2 separate regions of the Mus musculus genome follow, and region 2 is linked to region 1. Evidence: chromatin contacts called from public HiChIP or PLAC-seq data. All regions are on one chromosome and are shown on one strand. The core of a region is the stretch at or near the end of the contact, and the rest is flanking DNA. Distances in the headings are between cores, read along the strand shown. Region 1 holds the start of Atg5 (autophagy related 5). Region 2 overlaps Atg5 (autophagy related 5).

Region 1 (7,118 bases), core at 2,398-4,897:
AATGTCTAGTACCTCTACATTCCTCCAGTCCACCCATTCCCCCACTTTCCTGTGTCACTTACCCAAACCTTCCCATAAAGTTTCCAAATCTCCTTCCCTTTCTTTCTGTTTGTCTCATGACCCTATTTCTAGTTCCTCTTAAATCTATTGCTTCAGTCAATCTTAGCAAGGGGATTTACTGACTGGTTCCACTCTGGGGTAGGGAGAAAGAGAAGAGGATTTTACGTTCCCTCTGTATTTTGTGTGCCTCCCTCCCACCTAAAGGAAACATGGCCACAGGGCATCTTTCAAACAACTTTAAATACCAAATATACTTGCTCCAACTTCCATTTTCACCTTCAGCTTGGACTCCTGACTTGTCTGACAAGTGTTTTCCTGCACAATGGACCTGTCATTTGGAAGTTTAACACCTGCACAACTGATGCTGACCTCAGGTCTTCCTCTCTCCCACTGCCACATCCTCCTCCACTATAGAAGCAGAAACCCCATTAGTCTGTTGTTCTGCCCATACATCTTACAATCATCCCTAACCATTCTTCCATACCTGACTACTCCAGTTTAGCAGCAACCACACCAGACTCAAGCCACTCTGACCACTTCTGCAGCCAACACGGCAATCAGTGTAAAACTCAGCTTAGCTCAATTTGCTCCTGACTCAAACTTATCTCATTAAAAATAAAAATTAGAAGCCAGGCACCTGGGAGGCAGAGACAAGTAGATCCCTGTAATGAGCACAGGAAAAAAGGAAGGAAGGAAGGAAGGAAGGAAGGAAGGAAGGAAGGAAGGAAGGAAGAAAGGAAGAAAGGGAGGGAGGGAGGGAGGGAGGGAGGGAGGGAGAGAGAGAGAGAGAGAGAGGAAAAAAAGCCTTTTAGACATTACACCAAGAACTCAGTTACATCTCTTACTCAAGATAACCAGACACAGTCCTAGAACCCCAGGATGCCCATAAGATGGTATATAAGCAGAGACCAAGAGCAATGCTCTGCTCTGTAATTCTGGAGAGATGCCACTGTGATCTGTTTGGTGGCTGTAGAGTCTCCCCAAGGATGCTGACTGTTCAATCAGAAACTTCTGTTAGAGACTGGACCTGACTTTCAGCTAAGATAGGTGGAACAGGTGAGCAGCTTTGGTGAAGATAGGCTTAGGACCATAGTTAGGAATTTAAATGTGAACCTTGTGTAATGACCCTCAGCGTAATAAAATATAACTTTTGTATACTATGTAATAAAATATAACTTTTGTATACTATGTAATAAAATATAACTTTTGTATACTATGTGTATCTACCTTCTTGCTTGGGACAATCTCTGTGAGTTCAAGGCTAGCCTGGTCAACAAGGCAAGGTCCATGACATCCAGGGCTGTTACACTGAGAAACCTTGTTTCGAGAAACCAATTTGAAAAAAAACAGTAAAAGAGACAGTTAAAAGTAGAGCCAGGTGGTGGTGGTATAGGCTTTTAATCTCAGCTCTGGGAGGCAGAGGCAAGTGGATCTCTGAGTTCAATGCCAGCCTGGTCTATAGAGCAAGTTCCAGAACAGTCAGGAATACACAAAGAAATCCTGTACAGAGACAGAGAGACAAAGAGACGAAGGAGTGAGTTGGGGAGGAAAGAAAAGGAAGGGTGGAAGGAAGGAATCTGAACTTTTAATCCCAGCCCTCAGAAGGCAGAGGCAAGCAGATAGCTATGAGTTCAAGTCCAGCCTGATACAAGGCCACAGAATGAGACCCTGTCTCAAAAAAAAAAAAAAAGTAAAAGTAAAAAATAGATGGTTCAGCAGTAAAGAATTCCGGCTGCACTTGCAGAGCACATGGGTTTGACTCTCAGTCCCACATGGTGGTTCACATCCTTCAGTACCTCTAGTTCTAGCAGACTCCTTGATGGGCACTAGGCATAAATATGATGGGCATATGGATATGCAGGCAAAACCTGGTCACTTTATGATTAAAATGGAAAAAAAAAATAAGTCTTTACAAAGTCCCACAATGACCTTGTCTCATCTCTAAGCACTCCTATTTGCCCCTGGAATTGGCTAGTATGCTCCAATGGCCTTTCCATGTAGCTTAGCCTCACTCACATACCTTTTCTGTGAACAGCACTAGATCTCCCATGCACACCACCACCCCTACCCATTCCATTTCATTGGCTTATCCTTTTTCTAGAACTTTCTATCACCTGGAAAATACTTTTTTCCCCTTGGGACAGGTGCTCACTGTGTCACTCTGATTAGTCTAAAACTCACTATGCAGACCGGGATTAAAGCTGTGTGTGTGTGTTTGTGTGTTCTTTTCGGAGACAAGAGTCTTGCTCTGTAGTACAGGCTGGCCTCCAACCCAAAGCAACCTTCCTTCCTCAGCTTCTCTAGCACAAGGATTAGAAACGTGGGCAATCACAGTTGGGGTTTGTTTTGTTTTCGGGTTATAGTTTGGTTTTGTGCTGCTCAAGATCCAATGCAGGGCCAAAAAATGCTAGGTTGTTTTTGGGCTTTGGAGGATGTTGTCTGTGTGTTGCAAAGAGTACCATGCCCTCTAGGATTGCAGCAAACTCACTAAATAGCCAAGGCTGGCCTTAAACTCCTGATTTTCCTGCCTTCACCCCACCTCCACTGCTGGAATTAAAGGTACAGGCCACAAAACTGGGCTCAAAGTACAATTAAACTTAGTGTAACATTCTCACCTGCCAAGACAACTACCATAAAGCCAATGTTCTTGTTCTCAAATTTCAATTCAAACAATAATTTTAATGAAGTCAGAATATTTGCATCTGACTCAAATACTCGGTATCAAGGACCCAAGATACTTATCAGGTGAATTCTAGAAGGCTTTAGATAGTCAACTGCTCCTGGGGTTCTGACTAGTGAAGACTTGCTATGCTTTCTCAGTGAAAACAATGCTACATGCTTTGGGAGAAAAACCTACATGCCACCCAGATTCTTAGGTTCCTCAAGTTTATATTCTTTGAGAGCAATTTCAACAAAGTAACTAAATAAACGAAAGTGTTCTACTAACAGAAAAATGCATTTGTTAGTATTAAGTACTAAAATTAAACTGAGACTCAAAGAACTGCATCGAAGAGAAACAGTCTGCGTTTAGATAGAATCAAAAAGCACCGAAACAATTACGATTTAAATAAAATGCAAGTCCTTAACTTGAGCTCCAGACTCGATGCTACATTTCCTACCTTAGTAAGGAACTGACATACTAACTACCCAAAGGGACAGCTAGACTGCCCAAGGGCTCCCGGGCCGGTGTCTCGCCAACCCCACCTCCGCCCAGCGGCACCGCCTCCCCCGCCATCCCTCCGGGTGCGCTCTTTACACGGGCCGCTCGCCCGCAGCCCCTGCCCCTGCCCGGTCCCACTCCCGCCCCACACTTCCACGCCCGGGACACACATGAGCCCTACCCGAGGTGCCGGCTCTGCTCCGGCTTCCCGCAGCGCGAAAGCCGCTCGGTCGGGTTCTGTCTGCCGGGATCACACTGTCCTGCAGAGGCGCAGGAGCAGAAGTCCCAGTGCGCGCGCAGCCGCACAGTGCTGCCGCCCGGGTCAGAAAACAGCCCGACGGGCACTTCCGCCCTCGGAACCAGAGTGAACCGCAGCGCCGGGCGCCCACCGTAGGTCCAGTCACCCTCGGCGCCCGGAGATGACGTCACCAAGACCACGTGGCAAGCGCTCCGCCCTCCGAGCGCGGCCCAACCTGGCAAGACCTGAGTTGCTCCTGAGCGTGCGCAGACACACAGGGAGCGCCTGAACTCGGAACGAGTTTGCCGGTTTTCTTCTTGGATGGACAGAACGCAGTCGTTGGTGTTCCCGGTTGTCAGTGTGACAGTTGTGGAAGAACAGAGAAATAAAGGATCCTGAGACATCGGCTGCCGTGGTAGCAGCATTTTTCTCTTCCTCACAAAACAGTATTGTAAAAACCTTACTTTTAAGGGTGGTTGGGATGGTTTAATTTAGTTGGGTTAGAGTCAGGACAGGGGTATCAAGCTGCAAGTCTGGGACTTAACTAGGTATCTCGTGTTCCTCAGTCTCCCAAGTGCTAGAACTGCAGACGTGAGCCACCACACCCGGCTTTCAAGGTAAACCACATTCATTTGCTCGGTAGAACCTCCCCACTCCTGTAGGACCACAGTAGGCATTAGTGGCTGTATTTAACCCCAGTTGGTAAAAGTACCAAAACCTCCCTCACCTCTAAGAGTACCTTTCCTACTCTTATTGCTTTGAAAATAAAACAAAACGTAAAGAGTACTTGATCTGGGTCTTCACTCACCAAACATTTTAACACCCTCCTCCTCGTCCTCCTCCACCTTCTCTTCCTCCTTCTCTTCTCCCCTCTTACTCTTCTCTTTCCTTCCCCCACCCGGAGAGGATGAGGTGTCCAACTAGATCCTAAGAGATGGTAAATGGAGCCCCGGGAGCTGCAGTTACAGGCAGTTGTGAGGCACCCAGTGCAGGCACTGGAAATGATTTTAGTCTTTTGCGAGATCAGTGAGCACAATTAACTCTTAACTACACTGATCTGTAGGTATTTCTCCAGCCTTTTTTTTTCTTTCCTTTCTTCCTCCTTTTTTGGGTTTGAGACAAGCTCTCGTGCAACGCTGACTGACCTCAAACTCTATGTATAATCATGGATACTCTTTAACCCCCATCCTCCGATCTGACCTTGAATTTACCATCCTTCTGCTTCAATTTCTCTACTGGAATTTCTGCCACGACACTTTGCTCTGTCAGCAGCGGCAGAGCCTGGCTAGAGCCATGAATCTAAATAAAGGCAGTGTTACCTGAAGAAACCCAAGAGGGTCTTGTCAGACTTCTGTTGAGGAGAAGCTGGGTTGGCCTTCATAAGGCTCCACCTAATGTAATTTGGTGCCATTCTCTGGTTATCCTGGGTGTGGACCTTGTACCAGTGTCCACGTCCTGGCCAGTACTTAATAAAACTTGCTCCAAATTTGCCTCAAACTTTGTTGTAGTGATCTTGCTCTTGTCCCATGAGTTTGACACCTTTCTTTTGTGAGGTTCCTTGAGCCTTGGAGGAGATGGTGTCCCTTTTATGGCTGAGCATACAATAGTCATTTATTTTCAGTGCTTAGACCAGGTATGATTTCAGCTAGTAACTGATTACTGAGTTTAATATAGTAGAGATTTCTGCTTTGAGTAGGTGGAGTGTGTTGGAATTCTGTCTAAACTCCACCCCCACAGTTCCTGCCAGCAGCCAGGTATGCTCCTCCTCACAGTTACCTGGCAACAGCTAGATAGGCTTGGCCCAGTATAAAAGGGATTGCTTGACCCCTCCTCTCTCTTACCCTCCTACTCTCTTGCCTCTCTCTTAGGTCTTGCCCCCTTGCTCCCATTCCCCACCCTCACCCCCCATGTAGCCATGGCTGGCCTCTGCTTCTCTCCTCTCTCCTTCTCTCTGTCTCTGCTACCCTTTTAACTCCCCTCCCCATGCCCTAAATAAACTCCGTTCTATGCTATGCCTGTGTGTGGTCTCTGGGGGGGGGGGGGGGGGAGGATGCCATGGCATGGGCCCGCTGAGGTGTCTCCTTCACCCACACCCCGCCAGAACATACCTTAATAGCTCTTTCTCTTTTTGCATCGCGACTCGGATCTAGAAACTCTGCAGGTTTGCATCCCACCCCAGCTACCGCAAGAGATCCACGCTCGTTCGCTAGCCCAGATCTGGTAAACCCCCCATTCCCACTGGTCAGCATGACTATCTACATGGCCCCAGAAAAGATTTCTTGAGCTCAGAACTACCCCTCTTTTGAAGATCCTTTCCCTTGGGTGAGATTTCCCTCTCCTTTTTCTTGAGGCTGAGAATTCCAGGCCAGGTCTGGGAACCCCCCACATGTCTCGCCCTTGGGTCAGTCTGCTATAGCTTAGACTTTCCCCTAACCTCCTCTCATCTGCAGCCTGCTGTTCCAGCTGCTTTGCCTGAAAAGCAAGTTTGGCTCCGCCCCTGCCACAGATCCTGCTTGCTGCCCTCCCCTCTCTCCTTGGCTCTATTCTCCATGTGAGAGGGGTGGATCTGGCTCCAAAATGCTGCCTTCCCGCCTCTTTCTCTCTCTCTGCTTCTCTGCCTGAGACTTGGGTGGATGTGCCACAAGTGTATTGCTAGGATACTTTGGGCCCTTACTCTCCCCTGCCCACATTGGGCCCCAGCAGTGGCGCAGCCACCCAGGGCTGCATGACCTGCGGCCCCTCTGCTTCAGCCACTGCAGGCCGGCTGCTTTCTCCCCGACTCAAGACCCAGTCCCCAGCCTCTGCCATGTGGGTTACAGGCACAGTCAGAGGGGCCCAAACCAACCACTCAGTTCCACATTTTCTGCTACCAGACTGCAGAAGCCCACAAACACACACCGGCATATTGATTGGTAAAGAGTTTTCCGGTTGGCAAGAGGGATCCTAGATGCCCAAATAGTGCCTGGCCAGCCTCTTCTGCCCCGGTTCTTAAGACCGGCCTCCTGGCTTACCTACAAGTTAGGACATAGGACCAAAGGCAATTCATAAACCCTTTTGGCTCATGCAGCTGGCCGGAAATTCCTGGTATCAGGTTGAATTACTTTTGCCTGCGGCCGTGGCCTCTAGATTTTCACTTGACGACCTGAATTTCTAGTTTGACTTTACTGACCGCCACTGACCTTTACTCAGGATGCTGGAACGAAAGGTTCAGTGACCCTCTCATCCCCTGTCATCCAATGGATGCTAAATTGTCCTCAAACATATGTTTTAAGGGATCTTCACACATACTGCTAGCAGTCTGGTAAATGAGAAAAGGCCCAAGCACTTACCTGTCCATGCTGCCTCCATGCTTACTTTATGAAACACGCTTAAACCTGCTGGGACAAACTCGTTTTCTGTCACCAGGATTTTATGCCACTGCTGCCAGCTCTCTTAGGCTGGTTCTAGCCATATGCCTCTTTGCTAACGCTACCTAAGGTTCTCATTTCTATCCTTTCTCAATATGATTTTTACTACTGTCACTGAATTCTACTCAGTTATAACCAATCTATATAGGGCTCAATCTTGTCAGAAATCTGTTAACAATAAGGTTGTGACAGAAGCTGTGACCACGAGGGCTCAGAAGATGTGGTCGCAGCTACAGGATGCTGCCTGGATTGT
Region 2 (7,118 bases), core at 2,413-4,912, 47 kb before region 1:
AACAGTGTAGAAGAGCTTAAAGAAATGTGGAACCTGGTGTTAGGGCAAAGTCTGTATAGAACCTGCCTTGAAAGCACTAGAACCTGAATTCAGCCTCCTGGAACCTATGCAAAAATGCCGGGTGTGGTGGTGCCCACTTTAATCCCAGCACCAGAGAGGAAGAGACATTGCCTGTGCCCGGGCCAGGCACTTGGCCTAACTGGCACTCTATAGGCAATGAAGGACTTTGTCTCCAGGCGTTCCCTAGCTCTCCACTCACACATACGGGGTGGGGGCTGTCAAGCAGGGATGGATGTAATCCCCTGGTTGAATTGGCTTGCTTAAAGTGTACAAAGCCCTGGACTCAATTCACAGCACATGGGGGAGAGAGGGTGGGTAACAATATCTAGAACGTGCATGTGTGAAATGTCAATTGCAGCTCAATTTCATACTGATTACACTTTAAAGGTTTTTTTTTTTTTAGGTTCAGTTAAAACGGTACTAAGTTATACTTTGCAGATCATAGACTGTAGAGAGTCTAGCACTTTTCTAAGTACATTCAAAGGTCATTTTCTTGCAAATGCATTCATACAGTATGTGGTCTTATACATTTGCTCTGTGCACATGTATGCACACACACATGCACAGTATGATGTTTTCAAAGTTTGTTCTTGTGATATGTAGTCTTAAAAGTTTCAGTTATTTTTATGATGCAATAAGCATTCAGTGGTATAGAGTTACAAAACTGTGTTGACTTACAAAATTTGAGTCAGGTCTACTTTTGGCTATCGTAAATCACATTACTAAGAACATCAGCGTACATGTTTTGTATGAATGTTTTCAATTCACTTGGTGGACCCAAGAGTGAAATCTCTATGTCGGATGGCAAAGCCGTTTAACTGTTACTTGGTAAATATTCTAAGGAACTGCCAAACTATTTTCAAAAGTGGAACCATTCTCCGTTCCCACAAGCAAGGTCAAAGAGTTGAAATCCATGTTTGCCACTACCAGCACTAGTCATTTTTGCCCTGCTTGTTTTTTTGAGAGACAGTCTCACTATGCAGCTTTGGCTTGCTTCAAACTCATAGACAGCCATCTGTTTCTGTCTCCCAAGCGCTGGGATTAAAGGTGTGTGCCACCATGTCTGGCCATTTTTGTTTGTTGTTGTTGTTTTGAGACAGGGTTTCTCTGTGTAGTCCTGGCTGTCCTGGAACTCACTCTGTAGACCAGGCTGGCCTCGAACTCAGAAATCCGCCTGCCTCTGCCTCCCAAGTGCTGGGATTAAAGGCGTGCACCACCACTGCCCGGCTGCATTTTGTTTTTTATATGGACTTCTTAGTCAGTACAAGATAGGAATGGAATGTGGTTGGGATTTACATTTCTGTAATAACTGAGTATCTGTACATGTGCTTGCAAGGCCATTTATGTACTTGGAGACATCTCTGGAGAAATGCTCAAAGTTTTAATTTGTTTTAATTTATTATTGTGTATGATAGCATGTGTGAATATATAAATAGAGGCACACATGCCACACTGCACATGTGAGGTCAGAGGAAAACTTTTGGGGACAGAACTGCTCCCCTTACTGTGGCTCCCGGGCATGATGGCACACTTCCATAATCAAAACTCATGGGAGGTAGAGGCAGGATGATCAAGATTCCAAGGCTAGCCTTGGCTACATAGTGTGTTTGAGGGCATCCTAGGCTACTTGAGACCCTGTCACAAACAAACAAAAAGCCCTCCAGCAGAGCTGGAGACAAAGGCATGAGGATCATCATTACAGGCTTGTGGCTACCTTGATCCAGGGCAGCTAGAATACCAAGATCCTGACTCAAGACGCTGCAAAGCAAATCCCCAAAGCAAGTCTACATTAACATAGATTTACTCGGATTCCAACAGGAGGGAGAGGGAGAGAAAAAAAACCCAGAAAATAGACTAACTCTCAACTAGGGAAGATTTAAGACTGCAGGAGAGATTGGGTAACTGTCTGGAGACATTATTGTCAAAACTTGTCTGTATGCCTAGAGATTAGTGGATGGAAGCCAGGAAAACTGCTACATACTACAATACATAGGACAGCTCCGCCAAGTAACTATGTTGACCCAAAATGCTGATGGAAGGAAACCAGTCACAGGGTACTGAAAGATGATAAGCAAACTAAGAGAAAGGAGCCCCACCCACCCTAGCTTCCAATTCACGCTTTAACTTATGCACTACAGTATGGCCGGGTCTTACAACACCAACCATTTAACAGACTTCTCAGCAGAGTGTGCTGAGATTGCTAAGCGAAAGGCTCCTCTGTAGTTCCCAACGGCCACGAGAAAGATCAGAGTCACTAGGCTAAAGACAGTAAAGGAGACGTCACTCCTGTCATATGGCCAGCTGTGCAGTCTTCTCAGGCACGCGGATGTCAGCACACGGAAAGCTTCTATAAACAGTGGAGGCCCTAAAGGGCCTTCTGGGTCCCTACTGTTACTCAGCTACTTGTGGGTTACAGATTCACTTGGGCCTGGATACCGGGATGAGCTTCTCTAACCCAGGGTGCTAACTACACTCCTCAACTGAGGGTGAACCCCAGGTGTGGCTTTTCTCCTCCCAGCCCTAAGTAGCACACAGAGCTTCCTCATAACTAACAGTCACTCTCTATAAGACTTACACATTTACCCACTCAGTCTACTGCGTGGTTTCTGCCTCCTGAGCAGGCCTGATGAGTCACCAAGACTGAATGAAATCCTGAGCTCCATCCCGGGACTCACACTGTGGAGAAAATCCAACTCCTGCAGGTTCTCTTCTTCCTTCTAACACACATGCACACATACACACACATTAAATGTAATGAAAAACTAAAACCACAAAGAATCTGTATTAATTACTCTTAAACATCCTTATAAAATCTGTATTTTCCACTGGTAGGCCAGCTGGGCTTTAACTTATACCAACACTCCAGGTTCTGCCTCCCAGGTGCTAGGATTACAGATATGCGCCACCACACCCAGCTAGAGTTATTTTTATAGTTATTAAAAGATATGAATAAAAGTCAAAGAACAGCAGCGCTAAGAGAAGGTGCAACCAGGTGTCTTTATACCGGAAGTTTGTAATGATGGTCCTTGCAGACACTCATCAGTTTAAAATTAAAACAAAACAAAACAAAACCAAAACAAAGCACCCAGAAGCGCTTATCCAGAACATTATCTGTCCGTGAACCCTGCATGGTGGTACATGCCTATGATTGTAGCCAGTGGACAACTGAGGTGTGTTGTGTGAGACATGGCACACGTGTTCTCACATCCCAGCACCCTGCGGGAACCCTCTCTACCGAATTCTTTTTTTCCCCCCTTGGATTTTTTTTTATTTACATTTCAAATGTTTTCTTTCCAGGTCTCCCCATCGTAAACCCTCTATCCTTCCCCTCCTCCCCCTGTCTCTATGAGGGTGCTCCCCAACTCACCCACTCCCATCCTCCTGCCCTGGCATTCCCCTACACTGGGACATTGAACCCTCTCAGGCCCTCGGGCCTCTCCTCCCACTGACATCCAACAAGGCCACCCTCTGCCACATATGTGGCCAGCGCCATGGGCAGCTCCGTGTTATTCTTTGGTTGGTGGTGCAGTCCCCAGGAGCTCCCGGGGAGGGGGTGGGGTCTAGTCTGTTGACACTGTTGCTCCCTCCATGGAGATGCAAATCCTCTCAACTCCTTCAGTTCCTTCTCCAACTCCTCCATCCGGGACCCCAGAGCTCAGTCTGGCAGAGCCTCTCAGGAGAGAGCCATACCAGGCTTCTATCAGCAAGCACTTCTCACCCTTATTCTTAAGACAGGGCCTCTCACTGAACCTGGAACTCCTTCAGAGGTCATAAGCCCTAGCAAGCCTCCTGTCTCTGCACCCCTCTCTGCACCCCACAATGGAGTTGCAGGCAAGATTTTTTGTTTGTTTGCTTTTTGTTTGTTTTTTAACGTGGGCTCTTAGGATTCAAACTCAAGACCTGGTGCTTACAGAGCATGCTCTTACCCACTGAGCCATCTCCCCATCTCCCCAGGCCCAAGCACGATGCTTTTACAACTGTCCTTCAGTTTCTTCTACAAAGTACAAATGGTAAGAACACATATTCATCATGATAGTACTGAAAGAAAAAGTAATCAGACAGACACCAAGTTTACTTCATGTTTACCATGACCTTCAGAAGAACTGCAAGTGCTCTTATGAAAAAGTATTTCTTTCAAATTTACCGGAAAGCTGAAGATTCAAACATCAAAACTTTCATCACAGGCTAGTAACAAATGTTGTTGTTCTTGTGTGTTCACATTACAACACTTGAAAGAATGGTCTTCACCCAGAGTCACATCTTCCTGTAATCTCTGCGGTAAGAAGTGCACACTGTCCTTCCAGAGAACCGCAATTCTACTCCCAGAACTTACCACCTGAATGTTAGGTGAGGGTATCCAATACCCTTTTCTGGCCTCTATGGGCACTGGAACGCAAATGCACATACCCACATGCAGATCTACAAACATATACATAATTTGACAAATAAACCAGGCAAGTGTGATTTAATGCAGCATTTAGGAGGTAGAAATGACTAGGGAGTCTGAGGCCAGCCTGGTCCAGGCCCCAGGACTACACATGAGAGCCTGAGTAGTGAGTAGTTGCTTTTCTGCTGTGGTGATGAAACACTATGACCAGAAATGACTTACAGAAGAAGGAGTCTCTCTGAGCTTATGGTTCCAGGGGGCAAGAGTCCAGGATGAGGAGGAGGCATGGCAGCCAGTAGCCACATGGTAGTGAAGAGCTCAAATCTTCAAAGGCAAGCATGAACCAGAGAGAGCAACTGGAAGCTGGGTGAGGCTACATCATCTTAACATCTGTCTGTCCCCAGCAACATGATTCCTCCAGCAGGGTTGAACCACCTGACCATCCCCAAACAGTGCCACCAACTGGGAACCAAGTGTTCAAAGATGAAGCATATGGAAGACAGTTCTCATCACAACCATCATCCCTGCCTCAAAACTTAGTATTTATTAACCTATTTGCTCAATTTATGGTTTTATTTATGTATTTATATATGTATGTATGTATTTATTTATTTGGAGGCAGGGTTTCTCTGTAGCCCTGAATGTCCTGGAACTCACTGTGTAGACCAGGCTGGCCTCAAACTCAGAGATGCACCTGCTTCTGCCTCCTAAGTGCTGGTTTAAGGACATGTGCCACCATACCTGGCTGGCTTATTGTTTTTTAAGTCTATGTTTATGGGTATGTGTGTACATATGTGCAGGAGTGCTGGGATTAAATGAAATTGGCTACCATGTCTAGCCAAAAAAAGAGAAAGAAAGAAAGAAAGAAAGAAAGAGAGAGAGAGAGGGAGGGAGGGAGGGAGGGAGGGAGGGAGGGAGGGAGGGAGGGAGGGAGGGAGGAGAGAAGAGAAAGAAAGAAAGAAAGAAAGAAAGAAAGAAAGAAAGAAAGAAAGAAAGAAAGAAAGAAAGAGGGGAGGAAGGAAGGGAGAAAGGAAGGAAGAAGGAGGAGGAGGGAGGAAAGAGAGAGAGAGAGAGGGAGGGAGGGAGGGAGGGAGGGAGGAGAGAAAGAAAGAAAGAAAGAAAGAAGAGAAGAGAAGAGAAGAGAAGAGAAGAGAAGAGAAGAGAAGAGAAGAGAAGAGAAGAGGAGAGAAATAAAGGTCCTTAAAAAGACTTATGGAGCCATCTCTGATTATCTAAATGTGTTCCTGTACAAAGTACAGACTGAATCTCATGACCTGATCCACCATGTGTTGAGAAAGTGTTCTTTCTCTCAGTCTCAATGAGTGTTGTCACATCCTGAGATGAGGTCCAGAAACAAACTGAACAATGAATCAAACACACTTCACTTCACTCAGGAGGCAACTTAAAGAAAGACAAAATCATAAATTTACTTTTAAGTTTTGTACAGACTAAAGGCAAGGATAACCCATACTATGGTCACTCTAACTTTTAAAAATTGTTTTTACTTCATTTTATGTGTATGGGAGTTTGCCTACATGTTCATCTGGACACCATGTGCATGTCTGGCATCTGCAGAGGCCAGAAGAGAGTGTAGGGTCCCCTAGAGTAGGAATTACTGATGGTTGTGAGCCACCATGTGATGCTGGGAATTGAACCCTGGTTCTCTGGAAGAACAACCAGTACTCCTAACTTCCAAGCCACCTCCACAGCCCTGGTCAGTAAAATCTTTTCAGTGTTTATTATATAAGATATCGTCTCTTTATCTAATACAAATTCTTTATGTTAGGTAAGAGAATGTCAGTTCAGCAACACTGATGATTGTTGACGAATGTTTGCAGGCAAAGACACACTAGTGGCCAGGGCAGCTGTAGAATGAGCTGCAATCCTTCTTGGGCTACCCCTCACTGGGATCACCTAGGAAGCATTTAAAAGCACCAATGCATGGGATGTTCCCTAGATCAATTACAGTGCCCCCCTTACTGGCACCAGTACTTTTTCAAAGCTCTCCAGATGACTCCAATATGTAGCCAGAGTTAATAACCTCCAGATGTAATGGAATATGCCTTCATTTTGGAATCAGAGGCAATCTAGGCTAAAATTCCTGGTCCCACCTCTTTAATAGTTAAGTTCATTTCCTTATTTGTACAGTTGATAACGTTTACTTAATCTTTATAAGGAATCACAAGATAATGCATGTAAGAGTATCCAGGTCTAAGACATTACATAATTTTATTAATTATAATAATCTCTCTAAGAAAATCCCCTTCTATTGGTACTTCATTTAGTATGTCCATACTGGCAGCATGAAAATTTCCCTCGAAAAGATGTTCCTAATTTACAAACAGTTCACGATCTTACATTCACTACCACAAAAGAATGGAAACAGCAGACAAAAAGAGTGTGGAAAGTGGGTTTGCTCAACTACTCTGCATCTAAAAACAAATAGGCTTTCTCCTTCACTTCACACATAACCAAGATTTCTAAAGTGTCTTACCGGCCCTTTTATTTGCACTACTAGTGCTTGGTGGCTCAGGTCTTCTCTGCCTACCCATATCCCATTTCCTCAAATGGCAGAGAGGGCTAAGACAAGTGGTCCTGAACTGAAAAAAACACACAGATGTTTTGCTGGTGGAAAGCAGCATCAAAGAGAAGCACCAAATAGCACCGGAGT

What was found. HiChIP or PLAC-seq counts read pairs in DNA pulled down with a chosen protein or histone mark.
Region 2: a contact with region 1 is called in an H3K4me3 HiChIP or PLAC-seq map of embryonic stem cells, with 32 read pairs. The contact joins the enhancer-like site here to the promoter of Atg5 in region 1. A contact is called at or near these places in 1 of 39 promoter capture datasets (3T3-L1-derived adipocytes), 1 of 484 Hi-C or Micro-C datasets (stem cell-derived germline stem cell-like cells), 4 of 115 datasets of contacts at active chromatin or transcription factors (the SCID.adh cell line and embryonic stem cells) and 1 of 9 other capture datasets (liver).

Annotation. Positions count from the first base shown.
Region 1 is chr10:44,264,868-44,271,985 of GRCm38.p6, reverse strand. It overlaps Atg5 (autophagy related 5), which reads right to left and starts at 3,647. Exons shown (of 8, transcript NM_053069.6): 1 at 3,402-3,647. Gm40637 (a long non-coding RNA gene) reads left to right here and starts at 3,784. Exons shown (of 2, transcript XR_871625.2): 1 at 3,784-3,873; 2 at 4,025-4,244.
Region 2 is chr10:44,312,010-44,319,127 of GRCm38.p6, reverse strand. All of the region lies in intron 5 of Atg5 (autophagy related 5), which reads right to left. Among named protein-coding and RNA genes, the nearest start is that of Mir1929, 44 kb to the left of the region's middle. Within about 2 kb of position 3,662, at least 55 of the 459 cell types and tissues checked have an H3K27ac peak or open chromatin away from gene starts, as enhancers often do. A contact at or near this core is called in embryonic stem cells, where this site is marked.